Linked DNA regions of Muntiacus reevesi: region 2 is linked to region 1. The links are chromatin contacts, called in public Hi-C maps. All regions are on one chromosome and are shown on one strand. Each heading gives the region's core, a stretch centred on a gene start, on an enhancer-like site or on the middle of the called end of the contact. The rest is flanking DNA. Distances are from core to core; before and after follow the strand shown.

Evidence for each region. Hi-C and Micro-C count contacts between places; a contact is called where the count stands out from the background.
Region 2: a Hi-C map of muscle shows a contact between it and region 1, with 4 times the contacts expected there. The contact joins the promoter of APOA2 here to the promoter of DUSP12 in region 1. A contact is called at or near these places in 2 of 3 Hi-C or Micro-C datasets (blood and muscle).

What each region holds. Positions count from the first base shown.
Region 1 is chr1:70,845,233-70,850,029 of mMunRee1.1, forward strand. It overlaps DUSP12 (dual specificity phosphatase 12), which reads right to left and starts at 2,644. Exons shown (of 6, transcript XM_065946783.1): 1 at 2,282-2,644; 2 at 1,246-1,359; 3 at 1,035-1,153. The coding sequence starts at 2,625. It overlaps LOC136176502 (a long non-coding RNA gene), which reads left to right and starts at 2,491. Exons shown (of 3, transcript XR_010664592.1): 1 at 2,491-2,974.
Region 2 is chr1:71,299,929-71,305,350 of mMunRee1.1, forward strand. It overlaps APOA2 (apolipoprotein A2), which reads left to right and starts at 2,177. Exons shown (of 3, transcript XM_065940602.1): 1 at 2,177-2,228; 2 at 2,501-2,633; 3 at 3,007-3,124. The coding sequence starts at 2,177. The coding sequence ends at 3,124. TOMM40L (translocase of outer mitochondrial membrane 40 like) reads right to left here and starts at 84. Exons shown (of 9, transcript XM_065946993.1): 1 at 1-84.

The DNA.
Region 1 (4,797 bases), core at 1,394-3,893:
ATGTAGCCCTTGGCTTCCAGGCACAGATTGCCTGACTTCAAATTCGAGCCAGCCATTTACAAACCGTGTGACCCTGAACAAGCTATTTCTTGCTAAACCATGGTTTCAAAAGTGAAATAATGCACCTGAAGAATCTGGTGTCAGAGCAAGCTACATCTAGAAAGGACTGAATGTGCTGTGCTTAGCTGCTCAGCCGTGTCCGACTCTTTGCGACCCCATGGACTATATAGCCAGCCAGGCTCCTTCAGTTCAGTTCAGTCGCTCAGTTGTGTCTGACTCTTTGCGACCCCATGAATCACAGCACACCAGGACTCCCTGTCCAACACCAACTCCCGGAGCTTACTCAAACTCATGCCCATCAAGTCGGTGATGCCATCCAGCCATCCCATCCTCTGTCGTCCCCTTCTCCTCCTGCCCCCAATCCCTCCCAGCATCAGGGTCTTTTCCAATAAGTCAACTCTTTGCATGAGGTAGCCAAAGTATTGGAGTTTAAGTTTCAGCATCAGTCCTTCCAATGAACACCCAGGACTGATCTCCTTTAGGATGGACTGGCTGGATCTCCTTGCAGTCCAAGGGGCTCTCAAGAGTCTTCTCCAACACCACAGTTCAAAAGCATCAATTCTTCAGCGCTCAGCTTTCTTCACAGTCCAACTCTCACATCCATACTTGACCACTAGGAAAACCATAGCCTTGACTAGACAGACCTTTGTTGGCAAAGTAATGTCTCTGCTTTTTCACATGTTGTCTAGGTTGGTCATAACTTTCCTTCCAAGGAGTAAGCATCTTTTAATTTCATGTCTGCAATCATCATCTGCAGTGATTTTGGAGCCCCCCAAAATAAAGCCAACCTCCTTAGTCCATGGGATTTCTGAAAGCAAGAACACTAGAGTAGGTTGTCATGACCTCCTCCAGGGGATCTTCCCAACCCAGGGATGGAACCCAGGTCTCCCACATTGTGGGAGGATCCTTTACCCAGGCTGGGCCACCAGGGACACCCAAAAAGGACTGAATACATACTGCCAATTATTACTTACCTGGATACTTCTCTGTAACCTTTTGTAAACGATATTGTTTATAAACTGCACTGGAGGTATCTACTTCACAGCCCATTGCCTGGTATAATTTCAGTTGCCACTCAAACCCCTCATTCATCCTGCAAGGGCAAACAGGTACAGAGTTAAATTTTCTTTAAATAAATAAAACTGCATCACAAAAGCAGAATTACTACTGTAACAAGTAACTCACTTGGCCTCTGGCTTGACAGTCTTAAGGTTTTCATAGGCTTTTTCAAAGGTAAGCTGGTCAGTCTTCATCATAAAAGCGGTTATTACAGTCACACTTCGACTGACCCCTGCATGACTGGAAAAAAAAAAAAACCCTTTAAAATATCAAATAGCAACAATTACAAAAACAAAAAACCCACCCCCATAAATGGTAAAGTTTGGGTCCACTTCTTGTCTGCTTCTTCTACTCAAGTAAATCTTTTGCCTCTGAAATACTACTACTTACAAAAGAAGTATTCCTTTATTTCCTTATTCATTTTAATTATGAACCATGTGAATGTATTACCTATTGAACAATAAGTACACTAAATTTTTAACATCTTATAATGGCTTCAGAACAAATCTAAACTCTTTTCCCCTTGGCTTTAAAGGCCCTGGAGATCTGGTCCGAAACCTCTATTTTATCACTACCTTATGTTTTTTATGTAATATTTATAACAAAGGCTGGCTGTAAAATTGCTGACTCAGTAAGCGTAAACTGTTGTGATTACACTCCTTCTGCCACTGCTACGTCCTAATCAATTTTTCTCTCCCTCAATCTCCCCTACATCAGCCACGCCCGCCTCAAACACACACAATGAAAATAACCTGCTCTCCCTCTGAAGTTTGAATAACCTTAACCTCTGTTAATCTCTCTTACTACACCCCTCGCATCCTAGTCTGCATTTCCTCAGTATGTGTCTGGCTACTCGAGAAGAGATTTAAACTCTTTAGGTGCAGAGACTTAGTCATTTATCTGAAGATTCCTCCCACCCTCGAAAACTTAGCGACTGCAGAATGAACCAACAACACAAACAAAATGAACTAAAACCCTGCGCGTCATCAGGGGACCGTCTCTTGTCCACTTCTCTCTGACACAAGCCTACGCAAGAGGGAGCTGAAGATTCTGGCGGTCCGGCAGCCCTCTGGTCCTCTCCGCGGCCCTGAGAGGAAAAGGGCGAGGTGGGGCAGGGTCGCAGCGCGGCGGGGTGGCTCTCCCCACCCACCCGACCACTCACCAGTGCACCAGCACCGCGCGGCCCTCGGCGCGAGCCTGGACAATGAAGGCCACACAGCGGTCCAGATGACTGAGCAGGTCGGTCTCGGGTTTGTCGAGCGCTCGCACGAAGAGACTCCGTAGACCCTCGACCCCAGCCCCCGTTTGGAAGTCAGGCTCCTCCGAGTCCACCGTCAGCACTGCCGTGACGCCCGCCTCCCTCAGGTGGTCTGGCTCCGCGACGGCCGCGGCTCCACCCAAGAACAGCCCCGGACGCACCTCCAGCATACGCCTGGCAGAGCGGGCTCGGCTCTGGCTGCAGATGTGGTGCTCGCAGTCATGGCTACCATCCTGCGCCTCCAACATGGCGGCGCCCGGAGGCCGGGCTGCGGCGGGCCCTACCATCGAGTAGGCAATCGGCTAGAACGTCCTTACTTTAGACTGGCCAGGCTGAGTTGCGCCGCTGCTGCCTTGGAGGATTTCGTCGACCGCGGGAATGTGGATTTACTGGGGAAGGTGACGTACTTCGGCCTGGGCGGAGCTAAACCCCATTCGCAGCGGCTTCTGAACCCTAACTCGAATACCTACAGGGATGCTTAGGCTCTTAGTGTTGAGATTTTTATGGATTTCTGCAGGAGCAGAAAATGGATTCAGATGGTCCCACCAACTGAATCAGTACCATAATCTTATGCTTTTGAAATACAACACTTTTTCAGTACGTATGAAACCATTTGTTTGTAGTTCTTCTCTTGTTACTTTTTACCTTTTTTTTCTTCTTGCCCCCCCCCCTTTATTGGTATGTGACTTCTTGTTGGTATATATTATTCTGTATACTTGAAAATATTGACCCCATGGTTCTGTATCAGTGCACTCCAAAGATAACCAAGGGGGAAAGAAAAAGATAACCAAGAATCCACGTGTAGTTAAATTTGAGTTTATTACTCAATCATGAACTGTAGAATTTTGGGAAATGAGGGTCTTAAGAGAATGTTGCTGCTGCTGCTGCTGCTAAATCGCTTCAGTCATATCCGACTCTGTGCGACCCCATAGATGGCAGCCCACCAGGCTCCCGCGTCCCTGGGATTCTCCAGACAAGAACACTGGAGTGGGTTGCCATTTCCTTCTCCAATGCATGAAAGTGAAAAGTGAAAGTGAAGTCGCTCAGTCGTGTCCGACTCTTCGCTACCCGATGGACTGCAGCTTACCAGGCTCCTCCGTTCATGGGATTTTCCAGGCAAGAGTACTGGAGTGGGGTGCCATTGCCTTCTCCGAAGAGAATGTTAGGAAGATCCTATTACAGGATTTTGGGCTTCCAAGGGGGCGCTAGTGGTAAAGAATCCCCCTGCCAATGCAGGAGACTTAAGAGACCTGGATTCAATCCCTTGGGTCCAGAAGATCCCCTGGAGGAGGACATGGCAACCCACTCCAGTATTCTTGCCCGGAGAATCCCATGGACAGAGGAACCTCGCCGGCTACAGTCCATAGCGTCGCAAAGAGTTAGACACAACTGAAGCGACTTAGCATGCATTACAGGATCAGAGCTTATATTAGATGAGTTAGGGCTAAGGGACTATGGAAGCAGGAGTTTGCTCTGGACTGGATGTTGTCAGGAAGTAGGGGTGATTCTGTGATTCAGTATGTTAATAAATCTTACCCAAGGGAAAGAAGGCTAGAGAGACGCTAAACTTGTATTGGTCAAGAAATAGCAGTCATGGTACTGGCATAAAGACGGAAACATGGGCCAACGGAAGAGAATGAAGAGTCCAGAAATAAACCCTCACTTATATGTTCAAATGATCTTTGGCAAGGGTACCATGACCAAACAGTAGTCTTGTCAACAACTTTTTGGACATGACACCAGAAGCAATAAGTGGGACTATGTCAAACTAAAATGTTTCTGCATAGCAAAAAAAACAATCAACAAAATGAAAAGGTAACCTACAGAATGGAAAAAAATATTTTCAAACCATATATCTGATAAGGAGTTAATATCCAAAATATATAAAGAACTCATACAACTCAGCTGTAAATAAAAATAGAAAATGGACAGAGAAACTGAGAAGAGATTTTTTTTTTCTAAAGAAGACATACAAATGGCCCACAGGTACATAAAAAGATCCTTAATATCACTACCCATCAGGGAAATACAAATCAAAACCATGATATCACCTCATACTTATTAGTATGGCAATTAAAAAAAAATAAAAACAGTAGGTAGCATGTTGGTGAGGATGGTGGAGAAAAGAGAACCCTTGCGCGTTGTTGGTGGGACTATAAATGGATATATCTACTACAGAACCTGTATGTAAGTTCTTCAGAAACTTAAAAAACAGAGCTACCATATAATGCAGCAATCCCATTGCTGGATATATGTCCCAAGGATATGAAATCAGGATCTTACAGAGATATTTGCACTCTCATGTTAGTCACAACAACCAACACATGAAGTGACCTCAGTGTCCATCTAAGCATGGACGGTAAAGATGTGATTTATATATTATGCAATATTACTTAGCCAAATGAAAGTAGGAAATCCTG
Region 2 (5,422 bases), core at 927-3,426, 450 kb after region 1:
GCAGCCATCTTGAGTGATGGCACAACTGCGGCTTCACGCTGCATCCCCAGCGTGGTCACGGACGCCATCTTGGAACCGGGCGACAAAAAAGATTTCAGAGACCCAACCCTCCTTGATTGGGCTCCGCCCAATGGATTTTTAAAAAAAAGAAAGAAAAAGAAAAGCTGCCGAGCATTGGCCAATAGGAGAGGATAACGCAAAAGAGTGGCCGACCTTACGTCCGGAGAGCTCCAACCCCGGCACTGCGGGGACAGGCTGTACTTGATTGGTTAGATCCTTAGATCTACTCGAATAGATGGCGTTAAATTGCCCTGCCTCTCCAAGGTCGGGAAAAACCTTTTAACGAGCAAGACACTAGAGGGAGCATCTTGGGGCCTGAGTCACTGAAGTTCCCTCCACTGTGTAGCCTGGAGACATATAGCCTGTGAAACGTGGCCCAGGGAAGACTGAATACTTCTTTCGAACAGTGATTCATACCTCTCCTAAGGGCCCCGCCCCCACCCAGACCCTTACGAACCCTTGGGGACTCCTCTTCGCAGTCTTTCCCAGTACACAGTACACCCTCAAATGAATTCCACTCATAGGTACAGCTCTCCGTAGGAAACGGGACTCACCCTCCCTCCTGGATGTCCAAACCTTTTAAAGTTCACCCTCTTGTCCGCTCTGTAGAAAGGGAATGGGTGTGAGAGTTTGGGGTAGAGGAGCAGGGGCTGCAACCTGAGTTCCAGCAGTAGTCCCTGAAACACCTGACCTCTGAAGTTGATCCTTCCTTCCCTGGTTCCCTAGGAAAGAAAGAAAGTGGAAAGGTTCCCTAGGCAGAGTTGGCAAATAAAATCGAGAAATATAGGCTCCTGCCCTCAAATGCGCTCCGCTCCAAAGCCAGGGACAAATCAGTGGAGCGCCCTTTCAAGCACTAAGTGCTCCACAGGGGAATAGTTGAAGATAGAATAAAATTTCTTAGGCTCTGGTCGCCTCCCCTACGAGCTCTCACATCACCACTCCCATCTCTTAGGAAGAGGTCAAAGGATGAAAGATACAAATACTTGTGATATCTATTTAGCTGATTTCACCCAAATGCCTTGGGCCTGGGGAATGCATCTCTGTCCTCCCTCATAATCAGGACAGGGACAAGGGCCAGGACCTTGGTCGGAGGGATGTTATGGCCCCTGCTGACTCATATTGACTGACCACTGCCTAGAACTGATAAGGGGATCGAATGCCCAGAGACCTTCAACCTTTATCCTGCCAGAGCACTCCAATGATGGGGGGTTGGGGGATGGGGAGGGGGTGTGGGGTGAGCAGCAGCTCCTTTCTGAATTTGTTTTATTGGGGGTGGGCTGTGCTTGCTGATCTGCACTCAGGAAGGGCATTCTGGTTCTAGTGTTTTCTCCCCCATCTCATTCATTACACATTAACTCAAAAAAGTACAGAGTCAATCACACCTGGCCTCTGACCCTGATCCTTATTCTCCTAACCCGTCTTCCCCTCACCCCTGTCCCTGATTTTTTATTTTATCGCCTCTCTTCTGTTCCCCGATACCTCTCTGCCACATTTCAGTGAATGGGGGTAGGGTTGGGAGATGAAATTTACCCATAATGGTACAAAGATACCAAAGGCTGAGGTCATTAGATCTGATACACCAAAGTTTTCCAGGAAAAAACAGAAGAAAACCCCAAAAATCCTGCTTACTGCAGGATTCAGATCCAAGGACTACTGCTCCCAGGCCCCAAAGGAATGAATCTTGAACAGGACTAAAATGTATCCCCTTGGCATCCATTAAGGCCCTGCCTCCGACCCCATCACCAGGCGTCTCCCATATGCCGGCCTCTCCTCCCCCCACTTCTCTAACTTGTTTACTCCATCATAGTCCCTGCCCCACTGGACTCCTCCAAAGTCCTTATCACCTGACGGGGTGGAGTGGGGAAGCCTAGAGATATATAGCCCCTGCCTCCTCAGCCAGGCCAGACACAGGCAGCAAGGACGGCATCGCTGACTAGGTACAGTGAAGGAGTAAGAGGCGAGCGCGGCATTCAAAGATTTAAGTGTAGGAAAGGGGGACACCGGGTCGGGGTGGACGTGTAGGGAGGGGGTCGCTGGGGAAGGGCTGAAGCCCATGCAGCTTCAGTGACCTCCCCTGCCCCCAACTTCACAGGCCACTTTCCCTACCGTTGCCACCATGAAGCTGCTTGCATTGACTGTGCTGCTCCTGACCGTCTGTAGCCTTGAAGGTGGGTGTGATCTGAAGAGGGGTCCCCAGGAGGAGAAGGTGCTTAGGTCCTAGCCGCCCCTCTGTCTGTGCTCCTATGCCCAGGCCTGGCAACCAGAGAGCTTAAGAGGAAACGCATCCCCTCTCTAACGCCCAGAAAACCCATCCAAAGACCTGGAGTTGGATGCCTGCTCAGGGAGAGGGCTGAGAGCTGAGGCTGAATGCTGGCAGAGATGGGGGACTCATTGCTGGGGACCCAACTGAGAGAGTGTGTGTGTTTCTGTGTGTGTGCAGGCGCTCTGGTTCGGAGACAGACCGAGGAGCCGGATCTGCAGACCCTGGTCTCTCAGTACTTCCAGACCGTGGCCAACTATGGCAAGGACCTCGTGGAGAAGGCCAAGGGCTCAGAGCTTCAAACCCAAGCCAAGTAAGTCTCAGCAAAGGGGGCGCAGGGACCAGGGGGCTGTGGAGAGAAAGAGGGAAATTGGGAGATCCCACAGAACACTGGGCTCAGGGCTGGGGGGCTAGGGAGGATGAGGTCTAAAAATAGAGGAAATTCCATCATCACCCTACAGATCCCTCAGACTTCTTAGACAGGTAGGGGCAGCAGGAACTGGGCTTCGAATTTCTATCTCTATGGTCTGTTTCTCTGCCCAGTTAAGAGCTCGCCTCCCCTCCTGGGAGCTTCACTGTTCCAGGGCAGACCAGGCATTAGGGTTTGGGGCCTTGGGGCTCACCTCCCACCACAAGAAGGCCAGTACCCGCCCATCACCCTAACTTCTAATCCCTCACGTTTCCAGGGCCTACTTTGAGAAGACACAGGAGGAACTGACGCCCCTGTTCAAGAAGGCTGGGACTGACCTGCTCAACTTCTTGAGCAGTTTTATAGACCCCAAAAAAGAGCCTGCCGCCCACTGAGGTGTCCAGACCCTGCTCTCCCATCCCTAGTTTCTTCCCTGGGACACCCACTGGCCAGGCCTGAAACTCCTCTCCCTACCCACTCCTTGTTTTCTACAATAAACTTTGCAGGAATTAAGTTGTGAGCCTGGTCTGTCTGGGGAACCAGGAGAAATAAGTGTTGTGGGGGAAGAGTAGGAGGAAGAACAAAGAGAAATCTGCTTCTAACAGGAAAGGAATTTTGGTGTGAAGGGCTGGAGAAAGGGTTGATGAGACCAGTGATGGAAATGACAGGGTGGGAGGTGCTGGTGACTCTTCTTCAAACCCAAGAAATCTTTTTATAGGCCTGGGAATGGCCTAAGGAGACTTTGCCTTGGACATGGTACTTGAAAGGCATGAAAGATTCATAATCTGAATCCCTAGATTCCTAGAGGTCACAGGAAATGAGAGCACCCCTCAGAATTTCCTCTACCACACTGTGAAGAGGAGAACACTTCCCCAAATGAGCCCAGAGGTGTCACCCAAGGCCCCTTCCTTCCATCTGAGCCAGGGGACACCGTGCTTCTCCCCTGAAAAGAAAAGAAAGTGAAAGTCCCTCGGTCGTGTCTAACTCTTTAATTCTCCAGGCCAGAATTCTGGGGTGGGTAGCCATTCTCTTCTCCAGGGGATCTTCTCTACCTGGGGATTGAACTGAGGTCTTCTGCGTTACAGGCAAACTCTTTACCAGCTGAGCCACCAGAGAAGCTTTCCCTGGAGGTGCTCTAATCCTTGCATTTAAAACCTCTCACCTAGACCCCTGTCTGCAGAACACTCATTCCAAGTATCTCCGCCACTATTCAAAGTGTTAGTCACTCAGTCGTGTCCGACTCTTTGTGACCCCATGGACTGTAGAACACCAGGCTCCTCTGTCCACGGGGTTCTCCAGGCAAGAATACTGGAGCGGGTAGCCTTTCCCTTCTCCAGGGGATCTTCCTGACTTAGGGATCAAACCCAGATCTCCTGCGCTGCAGACAGATTCTTTACTGTCTGAGCCACCGAGGAAGCCCCTCCCTTATCATTATCTGGGTGCTGTTCATAGAACTGGCCTAGATTCTGGTAGCTATGTTAGAGCCTAGAACTAGCAGACACGATAGCCAGTTCAAGGCCTGACAGTTCTCCAACTTGCTGGACATGTAGGACTTGAGAAATTCTGGTAGCTGTGATCCCTGGGTTAAATCAAAATGGAACATAAGTCAGGCTGGATTGATGCAGGAGATTTACAATCCCCAAACGGGAAAATGGGCATGTCCAATAAAAGTTTGTTTCCAGTTTATCTTTAAAATATTTACTTCCCTACCCTAACTCATCCTTCATATCTCATCTGAAATCACCTTTTCCCAAGACATCAGAAATGGCTCTAATTTCTTCTGTATACTTTTTAAGACTTTTATTTTATATTGGAGTATAGTTGATTAACAATGTTGTGTTTCAAGCACATAGCAGGGTAATTCCCTACATAACAGGGTATACATATTTCATGTATCTGTTCTTTTCCAAATCCTTTTCCCAGTTAGGTTATTATAGAGTATTGAACAGAGTTTTCCGTACTGTACAGTAGGTCCTTGTTGGTTATCTATTTTAAATATAGCAGTGTGTATGTCTTCATCCCAAACTCCCAATCTATCCCTGTCCCCCTCTTCTGTATATTAATCAACCTCTTCAGTCTGACCTTCTAGCCCCTTACCACTCAAAATTACTTTCTTCCCCTTTCTTTCTCAGTATCTTTTTTTTTTACCCTGCATGTGGCAAAACATGCAGGGACAGAGATCTGTCCATCAAACTTGCAAGATGACCTTGGACAGATTAACTTCAAAGAGCCTGAATTTCCTCACAGGGCTAATGAGATCAAATGGTACAAGCTGAAACACAATGAGAAGTGTCAGGCAGCATGCAGGGCAAAGTATTCCCCAGCTTGGGGTGGGGGTAGGAGGGAAGACAGCGGTAAGCCCGAGACCTGGGCCCATTTGGACAGGGCTGCTGGATCAGAGGTCGGAGTGACAACGTCAGATGGGACTCAGGCACTACCACAGAATCCTGCCTAGAAACAGGACTGGCACAGACAAGGGCCATCCCTTCACCACTCACCCATGCGCTCAGAGGAGCTGGCCTCCTACCTGGACCTGACTTGTTCCCCTCTGCTTTATTTGCTTGCATGCTCAGCTGTGTCCAATTCTGTGACCCCTTGAACTGTAGCCTTGCAGGCTCCTCTGTCCATGGGATTTTTTGGGCAAGAACACTTGAGTGCGTTGTCATCTCCTCCCCCACGGCATCTTCCTGGGC